2 separate regions of the Oryctolagus cuniculus genome follow, and region 2 is linked to region 1. A link is a contact called in public Hi-C data. All regions are on one chromosome and are shown on one strand. Each heading gives the region's core, a stretch centred on a gene start, on an enhancer-like site or on the middle of the called end of the contact. The rest is flanking DNA. Distances are from core to core; before and after follow the strand shown.

The links. Hi-C and Micro-C count contacts between places; a contact is called where the count stands out from the background.
Region 2: a Hi-C map of an unstated tissue shows a contact between it and region 1, with 4 times the contacts expected there. The contact joins the enhancer-like site here to the promoter of LOC138848883 in region 1. A contact is called at or near these places in 2 of 6 Hi-C or Micro-C datasets (psoas muscle and an unstated tissue).

What each region holds. Positions count from the first base shown.
Region 1 is chr3:145,273,628-145,280,226 of mOryCun1.1, forward strand. LOC138848883 (proline-rich protein 19-like) reads left to right here and starts at 5,006. Exons shown (of 3, transcript XM_070069888.1): 1 at 5,006-5,052. The coding sequence starts at 5,006. All of the region lies in intron 1 of CD36 (CD36 molecule (CD36 blood group)), which reads left to right.
Region 2 is chr3:145,399,063-145,405,405 of mOryCun1.1, forward strand. It overlaps CD36 (CD36 molecule (CD36 blood group)), which reads left to right. Exons shown (of 15, transcript XM_070071236.1): 4 at 5,312-5,472. Among named protein-coding and RNA genes, the nearest start is that of GNAT3, 140 kb to the left of the region's middle. Within about 2 kb of position 3,554, at least 3 of the 8 cell types and tissues checked have an H3K27ac peak or open chromatin away from gene starts, as enhancers often do.

The DNA of each region.
Region 1 (6,599 bases), core at 3,756-6,255:
GCAGTCCAGGGAATTAACCTGAGTGTGTTTTCCTAGGGGCCTTTAACCAGTAAGCCATGATATCTCAACTATGAGTCAAGGATAGATAATTTGCTGATCAGCTCCATCAAACAAACTGAATTCACATCCACCCAAGTAGGCAAGGTGAGTGTCCCCACTGTCTCATAGGGAGGGATTTCTTGCACTGTTTGTGGAATGCCTTTTGGTGTTTTGGTGCATCAGGATGGGGTGTCATGGTGGCCTCAGCACCCCTAAACAAATTCTTCTCCCTTGAATGTGCCCTGTAGCTACTGTATTTTTAAATTTGCACTTCTCTCTATTCAGTTCCTTCTCTAACATGGCTGTGTCCAATCTTCATTTACCTGAGGTCGTCAACTTTGGAGATCCTTAAATATAGTTGAATCACCTTTGTAAACAAGTGCAAAAAAAAACTTTATGAAAACACTCTTCAGATTTTTTTTTCCAAAGCATAGCAACAAAAAAGCTCTCCATACAAATTAGTGTTAGGCTTATTTGAGAGACATGCAAAAAAATCACGTGACAGAGATAATTAAATTACAATTCAGAGTTCTATTTAGGATATCAAAGAATTCTGAAACCTTATGCTGATTTACTTCAATTAATCATTCACTCATTATAATATAATTTGTCATAGACAGCTAAGGTTGAAAATGTTAGCCCTTTTCTATCATGTGTTGCTATATTTTTCTATCATAAGTAGTTATGAAATTTGTGCTTAGATATCGTCTGCTGTTCATATATAACTTTCTGAATACTTCCTGCAAGAAACTGTCTTGGATTTTGTTCTCTTATTAGGCAATGCAAGTACAGAGGAGGGCACTTGGACATCGCAGCACTGATACGGATTTCTCAGAGGATTTCTCCTTCTTTGACTTCATCAGTACTTTGCCTGTAGCCTGATTTCTTTAGGGCTTTTGCCTCTTGACATCTCTTGACAACTTGCCAAAAGGAATTTCAAGGCAACCACAGTGTGGAAAGGCACAGTCAGCTGCTTTTGCACTCCTGAGAAAGCCTTTCTGGGTAACAAAGTTTGTTTTTGTTTTTTTTTTTTTTTTTTTTTTTTTTTTTTTTTTTGCTTGAAGTCCCACCTAGGACAATTTGAGAGTGGAAAATTTTGAGATTTCAGCTTTTGCATTTTTTGAAGCCCATTTTGTCTCCCTAAAATTCTACTTCCTACCAAAACCATACCTTCTCTCCTCACCCCTACCTTCTACTCTAGTTCCTGGAGAAAAACTATATGAGTCCAGGACCTTAACCAGAAGATCCATCAAGCAGGGGATGTATTTAACTCAAATTTCTTTTCTTTCTTTTTTTTTTTTTAACTTGGCAGGTTGAGTTATAGACAGTGAAAGAGAGAGACAAAAAGGTCTTCCTTCCGTTGGTTCACTCCCCAAATGGCCGCCACGGCCAGCATTGCACTGATCCGAAGCCAGGAGCCCCTTCCTGGTCTCCCATGGGGTGCAGGGCCCAAGCACTTGCGCTATCCTCCACTGCACTCCCGGAGCACAACAGAGAGCTGGACTGGAAGAGGAGTAACCGGGTACAGAACCCGGCGCACATGTGGGATGCAGGTGCCGCAGGCAGAAGACTAACCGAGTGATCTATGGCGCTGGCTCCATAACTCAAATTTCTTACTTTCCCCTAGTGCCTGAGGCATAAAAGACCCTTAGAAACATATTGATTGACTTTCTGACAACTTTATTGACTAATGTCCATATCAATAAAAATAAATCAGTAAGTATAGCTATTGTTAGATATTTTCCTTGCCTTCCTTTTCCCTTCTTCCCTCTCCTCCTTCCTCCCCTCTTCTTCCTCCTCCTCCTACTTCTTCTACTTCTTCTTCCTCTTCTCCCCCTCCTTATTTATGTTTTAAGATTTGTTTGACAGACAGAGGGAGAGAGGGAGGGACAGAAAGATCTTCCATCAGCTGTTCACTCACCAAATGCCAAAGCCAGGAGCTGGGAGCTCCATCTGGGTCTCCCACAGGGGTGGCAGGAAACCAAGTACATAGTCCAGCATCAGCAACTTCACAGGAAACTGGATTAGAAACAGAATAACCAGGATTTGAACTGGCTCTCCAATATAAGATTCAGCATCCCAAGAAGCAGCTCAGCCCGCTGCATTGCAGTGCACATCCCTCCTCTGTCTCTTTCAAGTTATTTTTAGATTGCAGTCATTATAATTAGCTATTTGCTTATTCTTCATCATATTTTGAATTTTAAAAAATAACTTGACATTACTTTGGTTTATGGCTTACTACCTCTGGTTATTTTACATACCTTAAATCTAAAATAAGTATACAAAACTTAGTGAGCCCAAGTAAATATTTGAAATAAACATTCTTTTTCTTTTTCTTTCTTTTTTTTTTTTTTTGTCTCCTTTTCTTTGTATTTTGAAAATACAAAGCCCAAAGAAAGCACAGTCTGTTCAGGTCAAGGCTATGTGTCTCAGAGAACAGAGTTCACTTCCTTGTTTTTCTTCATCTTTCCCTATGAGGCTTTCCAGAGACAACTTTGGGAACTTGTCATCCTAACAGAGCTTGGGGAGGACAACAGAGCTGTATTTTCCTTTCTGTTTTATACCTGTTCTACAACTTCTATGGATAACAAGAAATGAAGCAGTGCTAACACACTCGTTAGAGGTTCAAAAAAAAAGACAATGAAAAGGAGGCAGAAAATAAAACCTAAATCAATATGAAGAGAATGGGTAAAATGCAAATAAAGAGTATTATAAAGCAAGGTTAATGTATTCTTGATACAAATACCTGAGGAAATACAGACATTTATGTAATATGGGGGAAAATAGAAACTTGGAATTTTATGGTTAGCTGATATTTAGAAATCACATAAAAGCTTACTCAAAAAGCTCTTATATTAGGGATTGGAGACCTGGATTATTTTCTTGAATAAATCAACCATTTGAAGCCCACAACAAAGTTAGAATCTGGGTTTTCCTATTTTAAATAAAGTCAAGGGACTAAAGTTCCTTCATGTGATTAATATAAGCTCTGAGTATAAGGATTCTGGTTTCTTCCCTTTGGTATCTGAAGATGCTACTCAACTAAAATCCGTGTGATAGACCAATATGTACTGAGTACACTGATTAAATAAGACCTAATATTTGGGATAAAACTCCCATGTCAACTAATAAAGATCCAAGTTACAAAAGCTTTATAATATTGGACTTTTTGAATACTTATACATTTTTAGTAATTAAATGAAAACTCATGTAACTATTTATATTTGAATATTTTCAATCTACAAAAACAGCAATTCCATGTTTCAATCTAAAAATCATTGGCAGAGAGCAGATGTTTAGCATGTTGGTTAAGAGTTCTGCCTTTAATATTAGAACACCCATGTAGGATACCCTGCTCTGACTCAGGACTCCAGCTTCCTGCAAATACAGACTCTGGAAGGTAGCAGTGATGGCTCAACTACTTCAGTTCCTGCTGCCCATGTGGGAGACCTTGCTTGAGTTCTTGGTCCCTGATTTCAGCCCTGGTCCAGCCCCAGCATTTGGGCAGTAAACAAGTGGAAAGGAGAGTGTTCTCTTTCTCTCTTTCTTTCTCTCTTGCTCTTTCTGTCTCTCAAATGAATAAATAAAAACATTTTCAAAAAATTCACTTCAATAATGAATAATTCTAATTATATGGGGGAAAATGCCATGGCATGTTGGAAAATATGAACTCTGACAATGGCAAGAGGAATTTTTGTCTTATTTTGTTGGATAGGTTGGCAGAAGACTCATCCTGGGAGCTTGTAAAAGTAGAGATACCTGAATCCCTACCAACTAACATCATGGCCTAGAAAAGAAAACCTAAGCCTTCCTGACATGGAAGGCTCTTGTCTTTTCTGTTCAGTACCACCTCCTGACCAGCTCAGTTTGCTCCATTCCTGAGCATATGTTAGACATCCTTAAGTCCCCTTGCTTTTGCTATTTCTAGTTGAACTTCTACAGCAGTTTGTGAAATTAATAAACTTATCAACCCTCTCCTCATAGATTTATTTGTGTATCCATAATTTGTTTCTCCCCCATTAGCTAGTAAAATCCCCTTTGACAAGACCACAACCCTGGTATTTTTTTTTCTAGCAAATAGAATGTGAGGGACTGGCACTACAGAATAGTGGCTAAAGCCACCGCCTGCAGTGCAGGCATCCCAAATGGGTGCTGGTTTGAGTCCTGGCTGCTCCACTTCTGATGCAGCTCCCTGCTATGTCCTGGGAAAGCAGTGGGAGTTGGCCCAAGTGCTTGGGCCCCTGCACCTGTGTGGGAGACCTGGAAGAAGCTCCTGGCTTTGGATCAATTCAGCTTTAGTGGTTGTGGTCATTTAGGGAGTGAACCAGCAGATTGGAAGACTTCTCTCTCTTTTTCTGCCTCTGACTTTCTGTAACTCTGCCTTTCAAATAAAAATAAATAAAATCCTGAAAAAAAGAAAAAAATAGAATGTGATTAAGAAATATTTGTGATATCCATAACTGAATGGCCTGTGTCCACATTGTTGTAGTGTGAAGACCATGACATCAGTATGAAACATGGATGCTTGTTCCATTCCGAGGGACTGCAGACAGTGACTATGCTAGTTTTACTGGGGCTAGGGGTAGTTACAGGAAGGGCCTCGTTGAGCTGGTGCAGATCTGGTAGGTCTTGCATCTGAAGGCTAAGGATTTTGGCACAGGCGAGGCTGCCTGAGGTTCTTAGCTTCGTCCTCTGCCTCACTTTCTTGCTTTCACTCTCAAAATGGAGCAAATTGTAAGTTATTAGTTTCTCGTTAACTTCTCAAGTTCACTTTGCTACTAGCTGTGCCTTACTAGTGTTCCACAGCTGGATTCAATCTCAATGGGGAGTTCTGTCTTTTTTTATTTCTTTGGCACTGCTGATTTTCTGCTCTGAATGTCTTCTTCTTTAAGGTGAAATCCTATCAGCTCTCCTTAATTCTCTTGGAATTTGTACTCAGTGTAACAGGCAGTAGTCTTTTGGAAACATGCCAGAACCTCTGACCTATAATTTACGACACTGGCTGAATGACATGTAAGGAAACAAATGAACAAACATTTTCTATAATGTCCCCAGAGACTTTCCCCATTAACATCTAATTTTAGATTGTTTCAGTTCCTGCTATTGGAGGTCCTGGCCTCTTCTGAGATACACAGTGCTTTCAAATTTGCAGCAGAAGGCGGTGGACCCATAGGGGACAGAGATCTGTTTTTTATATTCTGCATTTTTAACCTTTCCCTTTTGCAAGTTAATCAGGGCAGGAGGAAATAAACACGTTTTGTATTGACCATTGTACCATGGGAGTGTTATCCTCCTCCATTTCCCCAATGATAGTGGACTTCCAGAGGGCTGCTGTTAAACTGCAAAATTTCAGCAGGTTGTGTCCTAAGAACCACTTGGCAAGTGCTTTTACCAAGCAGAGGACAGAGCCTGCAGGCCAAGTGCTCCTCTAATGCTATTCTTGGGGACTCAGCATTCGGCTTTGGAGTAAGATGGCTTACGTCTAAGAACTATTTGACATTTCACCTACATTATAACCCAGAAGGAGAAAACAATGATGAGAGGAAGGCTTAAGACTTACGGAGCATTTTGGAGTTCTCAGAAACTAGGCTTTGTGCTTCAGAATATCTTCTGAATAATTATGAAGATGTGAAACTAGAAGAGAATTACAAAAAAATCACTATTTTCTGAGCAGTTTCTCCTATTTCATAGGAAAAGAAAGAGCAATACTTTGGCAAATCCATAGAACTGGAGAATTTTAATCCCTTTTTAGACAAATATATGTTTTCTCTGTTATGTGTTAGTTTATATAAAATACAAAAAATGCATAGGAATGAAACAGAAATATTGTGATTTGATTGTTATTTTAACCCTTGTTCATACCCCTGCAAAACTCTGGTCTTTTTTTTTTTTTTTTTTACTCATTGAATATTATGGTTAGTGGTTCCTTAAGCCTATGATTAAAGATTAGATGGAAATTATGTTTTTTAAAATATTAAATAAAATAGGAAAGAAGGGGGGAAATTAAGGTTGGGAGTGAGAGGGAGGGAAGTATGGTTGTTAGAACTGTACTTATGAACACATGAAATTTGTTCTCTTTATGTTCAAAACAATTTTAAAAAGAAAAAATAATACTAAGGTAAAGAAAAACAAAAAAATCATGAAATGCAATTGGTCTATCCTGCTTTTGTTGAAATATAATTGTGTAGGTAGATTAACTTAACTTCCTTTAGAGTTCTGTGGGGAGCAACTGAGACTAGACTAAATTACTGGAACTAGGACTAATTCTATGCATCTGATCTCCCACAATATGGCGCTGAGAGAGAGCAAACAACTTCTACGCAGCTGCCTCGCAATTTGACTAACAAGTGGCAGGAGCTGATCCTGCTCCTGATTGTAGGAGAGCAGCGTGCTCAGTGTGTGGGTAGCAGAGCATGGATTGGTGGAAGAGGACTATAAAGGAGGAGAGAGACAATATGCACCAGGGAACATCTGAGGAACATCTGAGCAGCCCCTGAGAGAGCTGGCTGGCGGGGTGCCGCTCCTCCGCGAAAGTGGGGAAAGCGGCAGGGGTGCTGCCC
Region 2 (6,343 bases), core at 2,304-4,803, 120 kb after region 1:
ATCATTTGCCAACAATTTTTGACCTTCAAAAATAACTAACTTTGGGCTGGCACTGTGGCATAAACTGCTGTCTGCAGTGCCAATATCCCACATGGGTGCCAATTTGAGTCCCAGCTGCTCCACTTCCTTTTTTTTTTTTTTTAAAATATTTATATATTTACTTTGAAAGTCAGAGTTACGCAGAGAGAGAAGAGGAGGCAGAGAAGGGGAGAGGTCTTCTATCCACTGGTTGACTCCCCAGTTGGCCGCAGTGGCCGGAGACGCACTGATCTGAAGCCAGGAGCCACGAGCTTTCTCCAGGTCTCCCACATGGATGCAGGGGCTTAAGGGCTTGGGCCATCTTCCACTACTTTCCCAGGGCACAGCAGAGGGCTGGATCGAAAGTGGAGCAGCCAGTACTCGAACTGGCGCCCATATGGGATGCCCGCACTGCAGGTGGCAGCTTCACCCACTACGCCAAAGTACCGGCCCCATGCTCCATTTCCAACCCAGCTCCCTGTTAATGTGCCTGGAAAAGGACAGATGATGGCCCACATGCTTGGGCCCCTGCACCAATGTGGGAGATAGAAGAAGCTCCTGCCTCCTGGCTTAGGCCTGGCCCAGCCTTGTTACAGCCATTTGGAGAGTGAACCAGAGGATGGAAGACCTCTATCTCTTTCTCTCTCTGTAATTCTGACTTTCAATTAAATAAATTAAAAAAAAAAAAAACTAACTTCATGTAGTTCTAACTGAAATTATTTTTATCCTCATTTTCTGGGGAAGGAAACTGAGGGACAAATAACCTGCCCAAATTTAAATGGTTATTAAAGTGACCAGACAGGGAATCAAACTCATAGCATTTTATTTCCTTCTATGATTTGAGAGAAGAAGCCATTATATTTTGTTAGGACACCCATACGGCCAAATAGTCCAAACAAAGATCAAAATCTGCTATATATGATTCTGGAAAGTGAAATAGTATGTTTTCTACATTTGTACTCCACCTATCCTACACATAAAAGAATTCCAAGAGTAATACTCCATTGTTATGCTAACGTTGCCAGTCACGTAGAGGAGTGCTAATTTCATGCACAAACAATAATTGCCTGAGTATGTTCTAAAAGACCTGACTGTCCCTGGGCAGCCATTTGGCCTATTGGTGTAGATGCTGCTTAGGATACCTTCGTCCCACACTGCAGTGCCTGCGTTTGAGTTCTGGCCCTGGTGCCTGATGCCAACTTCCTTCTCATGCAGACTTTGGGAGGCAGCAGTGACAGCTCAGGTGGTCGGGTCCCCACCACCGACATGTGAGATGTGGATTGAATCCTTGACTCCAGCGTGGGCCTGACTCAGCCTGGGTGGTGGGAGCATTTGGGGAATGAATCAGAAAATGAGAGTTCTGTCTGGCTAGCATGTTTTCCTTCTCCCTCTCCTTCTTCCTTTCTCTCTCTTTGCTGCCCAGTCTCTCTCTCTGTATCTCAAATAAATAAACTTTTTGTTTTTTGAAAAAGAAGACATGGCTGTTAAAAATAACTTCCACTTTGATTATGGCCTTGTCTAAATAAGGTTGGAGTTGGTGAACTCAAGAGGCTTCCACAGCCTTGGCAGCTCATGACAAGAACCTCGGGTGTTACTGACGCCATAAACGAGAGTGTCAATTGTTAAGTCAACAACAGGAGTCACTGTGCACTTACTCCTCATGTAGGATCTCTGACCTTAATATGTGCTACTATGCAAATTAACAGTAAAACTAGTCTTCGTACAGTACTTTATACTTTGCATGCCTGTGTGGGTGCAAACTGTTGAAATCTTAGTATATACTAAGTTGAGCTTTTGTATATAAAGATAATTAAAAATGAATCTTAATGAAGAATGGGATGGGAGATGGGATGGTTTGTGGGTGGGAGGGTGGTTATGGGGTGAAAAACTGTTATAACCCAAAAGTTGTACTTTGGAAATTTATATTTATTAAATAAAAGTTCTCTTGGGCCAGCGCCACCGCTCACTAGGCTAATCCTCCGCCTAGCGGTGCCGATACACCGGGTTCTAGTCCCGGTTGGGGCGCCGGATTCTGTCCCGGTTGCCCCTCTTCCAGGCCAGCTCTCTGCTGTGGCCAGGGAGTGCAGTGGAGGATGGCCCAAGTGCTTGGGCCCTGCACCCCATGGGAGACCAGGAAAAGCACCTGGCTCCTGGCTCCTGCCATTGGATCAGCGCGGTGCGCCGGCCGCAACGCGCCGGCCGCGGCGGCCATTGGAGGGTGAACCAACGACAAAAGGAAGACCTTTCTCTCTGTCTCTCTCACTGTCCACTCTGCCTGTCAAAAAAAAAAAAAAAAAAAAAAGTTCTCTGAAAAAATAAGCCGATAAGATGGAAGAAAAAAATAACTATCTTGAAACTAGCAAAGTAGAATAGACATTTCAGAGTCTTCAGGTTAGACTTATTTATGAGATTTAGACAATCTGAATACTTAATATCAGGGTTATATGTCGATGTACACATTAGCCAAGTCAGAGGTCTTCAATTATATCTTTTATTCTGTCTTCATAATTATCAGCTTTCTTCAAAATCAGTGAAAGATTTGCAAACTAGGCAATATAGCTCCATTTAAGATCTTTCTCTTTTAAATTAACATGGATGTAAAATCTTTTACTCCTCTTAACGATTAAAGGAACCTCTAACACATTTAGTCTTGTTGTTCAAGTAGCTACTGCACAGTGTTCTAAGACACATAGTAATGTCATCAGAAGAAGAACTGCATTTGTTTTGACCACTATGATATTTTTCCTTTTGTCTCTGAACAAATCCTGGCGTTATGGGAACTGTACAATACTGGAGTGAGAAGTTGTGATATCTCCATTGCGTGCTACACAATCATCACATAACAATGAATCAGACATTTGTTTTTCCTATGAACTCCCCTTTCAACCTCTGAAAATAAGGTGGTGCTAACTCTAAGAGTATATAATTCCATATATCATTTCAATTCATTTTTTCAACATTTCTATTAAAAAAATCTCCAGCAACTAATAAGGCAAAATGATATAAAGGAAAAATGATAATAAGGAAATAATAATAATAAGGAAAAATGATATAAAGGAAAAAAAGGCCTAAAACACTTACAATGTCTTAAATGAATTATACAGTTAAGTACACATTATATATGTCAGACCCTATTGAATTCTGTAGGAATCGGAGTTTTTCTTCAAAGTTGGGGCTGAAATAACATGTGAACTTGGAGAGGCATGTGGTCAATTACAGATACTGCTTTAGGTTCCAAGATCCTTATGGTGTGATAATAATTGCATAATTCCCCTTTTGTAAAGTCTCTTGAAATTGGTAAATTGTTTCCAGCATCAACACTCTCATCAAACATCTTCACCTTTAGAATGGTTATAAGGTTTAATGTGATTTTGCCTTCATTTTGGGCTTGTTGCATGGAAGCAAGCTTTTTGAAGAGCAACTGGAAAGTTTTCCAGAGACAAGTTCTCAAAAAAGCAAGAGATTGCACATTACTTTAGCAGCTCCAGTGTACACAGTGTAAGTGCTTCGCAACGGCGTGGGATTTTGTAATTGCGTTTTAACACCACGCCTGGTAGTTCTCTGAGGAATTCCCTGACACTCAGCATTAAGCAATCGAATATGCTGAAGATACTAAACTTCATTTGGCTTCCACCCAGTATATGCAGAGGGTGACAGACAGGAGAAACAAAGACAGCTGGGACCTGCTGTAACAAAGGACTAGTACGGGGAGAGAGGAGGATTTTCTGAACCCACTGCTCCTTGCCCAGGTCACTCTGGGGCCACCTCCCTGGGTCCTCAGAGCCTCATTGTGCCCTACTGAAAAACAAGATTAGGTTTGATGTCTTTTCCTGACCCATTGTTCTAAGAACTCATGCTTCCAAGAGAAGGAAACAAATAGATCAGCTTGTTCCTGGATCCATGGATCCCCTTAAGCTTGTTTCTGTGAAATGGTTGTCTTCCTTTTCCCCTTGCACAGGTCTCCTACCTGTGCCTGCTTCCCAGGGCACTTAATTGGAAATACTGCTGGCTACAAAATCACCTTTGTTTGCATTGGTTACTATAGCTTCATAGACTTTGTGCTCTGAGAGTCAGCACCTAGGAAAGACACTGGGAGAGCCTCTATGGTGACTCTCTCATTTGGCAAATAATGAAATTGACCCTAAGGGGGTTGGTGACTTTCCACTTGGTCCCAAATCTCCTGAAGCAAAGAACCAGATTTCTAATGGAGGGTTTTTATATGCTATCATCGATGCATTTTCTTCTTGTCTATATTTGGTACAAGACTTTGTGAATTTTAATAGATTTTACCTAAGAAGACATATTCCTATCTCATCTTTTCATTTGCAGAATAGAATGGATTAGACTGTTGTAGTAACGGGTTGCTGCAAATGTATTAGGAGTTGGAGAAACTGTATGGAGCAGGATTCTGAGTGGAGAAGTCAATTTTTTTTTTTTTGTCTAGAAGTATTTATTGTCTTCATTTAATAGATGCTAAGCCATAAGCTTCTGAAATATCCAAGAAAGGAAAAAGTTTCTAATTTTTTTCCTTTAATTTTATGTTCTGCTTAATTAAATAAACTCATTTAGGGGCATAAAAGAAGTTAATGTTCAACTTGAAAAGTTTTTGGAACAATTTGAATACACTTTTAAATTGTCACTGACCATTGCAGTGTTCCCCCAGGGTCACTCTAGAATTTGCAATGGTTTGCTTTAACATCCACAGTCCAGCCTTCAGGGTTACACATAGATGCTTGTCACAAGAGGGTACCTAAAAAGGGTTACAGTCCTAGTACCTCAAAACCATGTCCACTGTGGCCAGTGCTGTGGCATAGTAAGCTGCTGCCTGTGGTGCCAGCGTCTAATACGGATACTGGTTTGCATCCTGGCTGTTTCTCTTCGATCCAGCTCTGCTATGACCTGGGAAAGCAGCAGAAGATGACCCAAGTGCTTGGGCCCCTGTGTCCATGTGAGAGACCCAGCAAAAGTTTCTGGCTCCTGGCTTTGGATCTGCTCAGCTCTGGCTGTTGTGGCCATCTGGGTAATGAACCAGTGGATGGAAGACCTTTCTCTCTGTCTCTCCTCTCTCTGTAACTCTGCCTCACAAATAAATAAACAACATATTTTAAAAGGAAAAGAAAGACCAGTTCCACTGCCAAGTGCATGTCAAAGTTGCAGAGGTTCTCATGAGCAAGACCCTTGAACTTGAGGCTTTCATCTTGGCTCATTGAAGGTGATAAAAAAGAAGCTCCTAGCAGGCCCTGCCTTTACTACAAAGAAATAACCTGCATATTTTATTTTTTCTTATTCCTAGGAAGTTGTCCTTGAGGAAGGTACAATTGCTTTTAAAAACTGGGTGAAAACAGGCACAGATGTTTATAGACAGTTTTGGATCTTCGATGTGCAAAATCCAGACCAAGTGGTAGCAAACAGCAGCAACATTAAGGTGAAGCAAAGAGGTCCTTACACGTACAGGTGAGTGATTCTCCACTGCTGAGTGGGCCATGGGGCTTGTGTCTGGACCACATACGTTTCTAAGAGGGTGTCTACCTGACCAATGTCCCTGTATTGAAATGTCCTTGTTGTGTCTCTGCCATTTAAGACATTTTGCAATGCTCTTTCCCATCTGGGTAGAATCCTAGACTATTAAGAATTTAATCATTATATTTACTTTTTAATTAAAAGTATTTATTCCTTTTTTAAAGACTTGTGTATTTGAAAGTCAGAGGTACAGTAAGAGAGGGAGAGACAGAGAGACAGAAAGAGAGAGAGAGAGAAAGAAAAAGAAAGAAAAAGAGAGAGAAAGAGAGAGAGAGAAAGAGAGAGAGAGAAAGAGATCTTCCATATACTGCCTTACTCCCCAGATGGCCAGGGCCAGGCAGAAGCCAGTAGCTTCTTCCAGGTCTCCTCCGTGGGTGCAAGAGGCCCAAGGACTTGGGCCATCTTCTGCTGTTTTTCCCAGGCACGTTAACAGGGAGCTGGATCAGAAGTGGAGCAGCCAGGACTTGAACTAGTTCCTATATAGGATGCCAGCACTGCAGGCAGAGGCTTAATCTGCTACACTATACCTGCCCCATGCTACTTCTTATAAGCACTGCCTTCACCAAAGATTAGGAATACATTTATGATATCCATATGGAAACATCCCTAAGTCCTGCATTGTCACTTGTTATACAAATGTGTGAATGTCCCTTCATGGGTAATTACAAGTAGCTATACTCTATGATGAATTCTTAGGAAATCCTATATTTGTAGTTATAGTTCTTATTTGTTTGGGATATTCGATGGCTGTATAATTTGCCTTTCTCTCTAAAGCATTAGTATGTTTCTAGATTGGCAACTCACA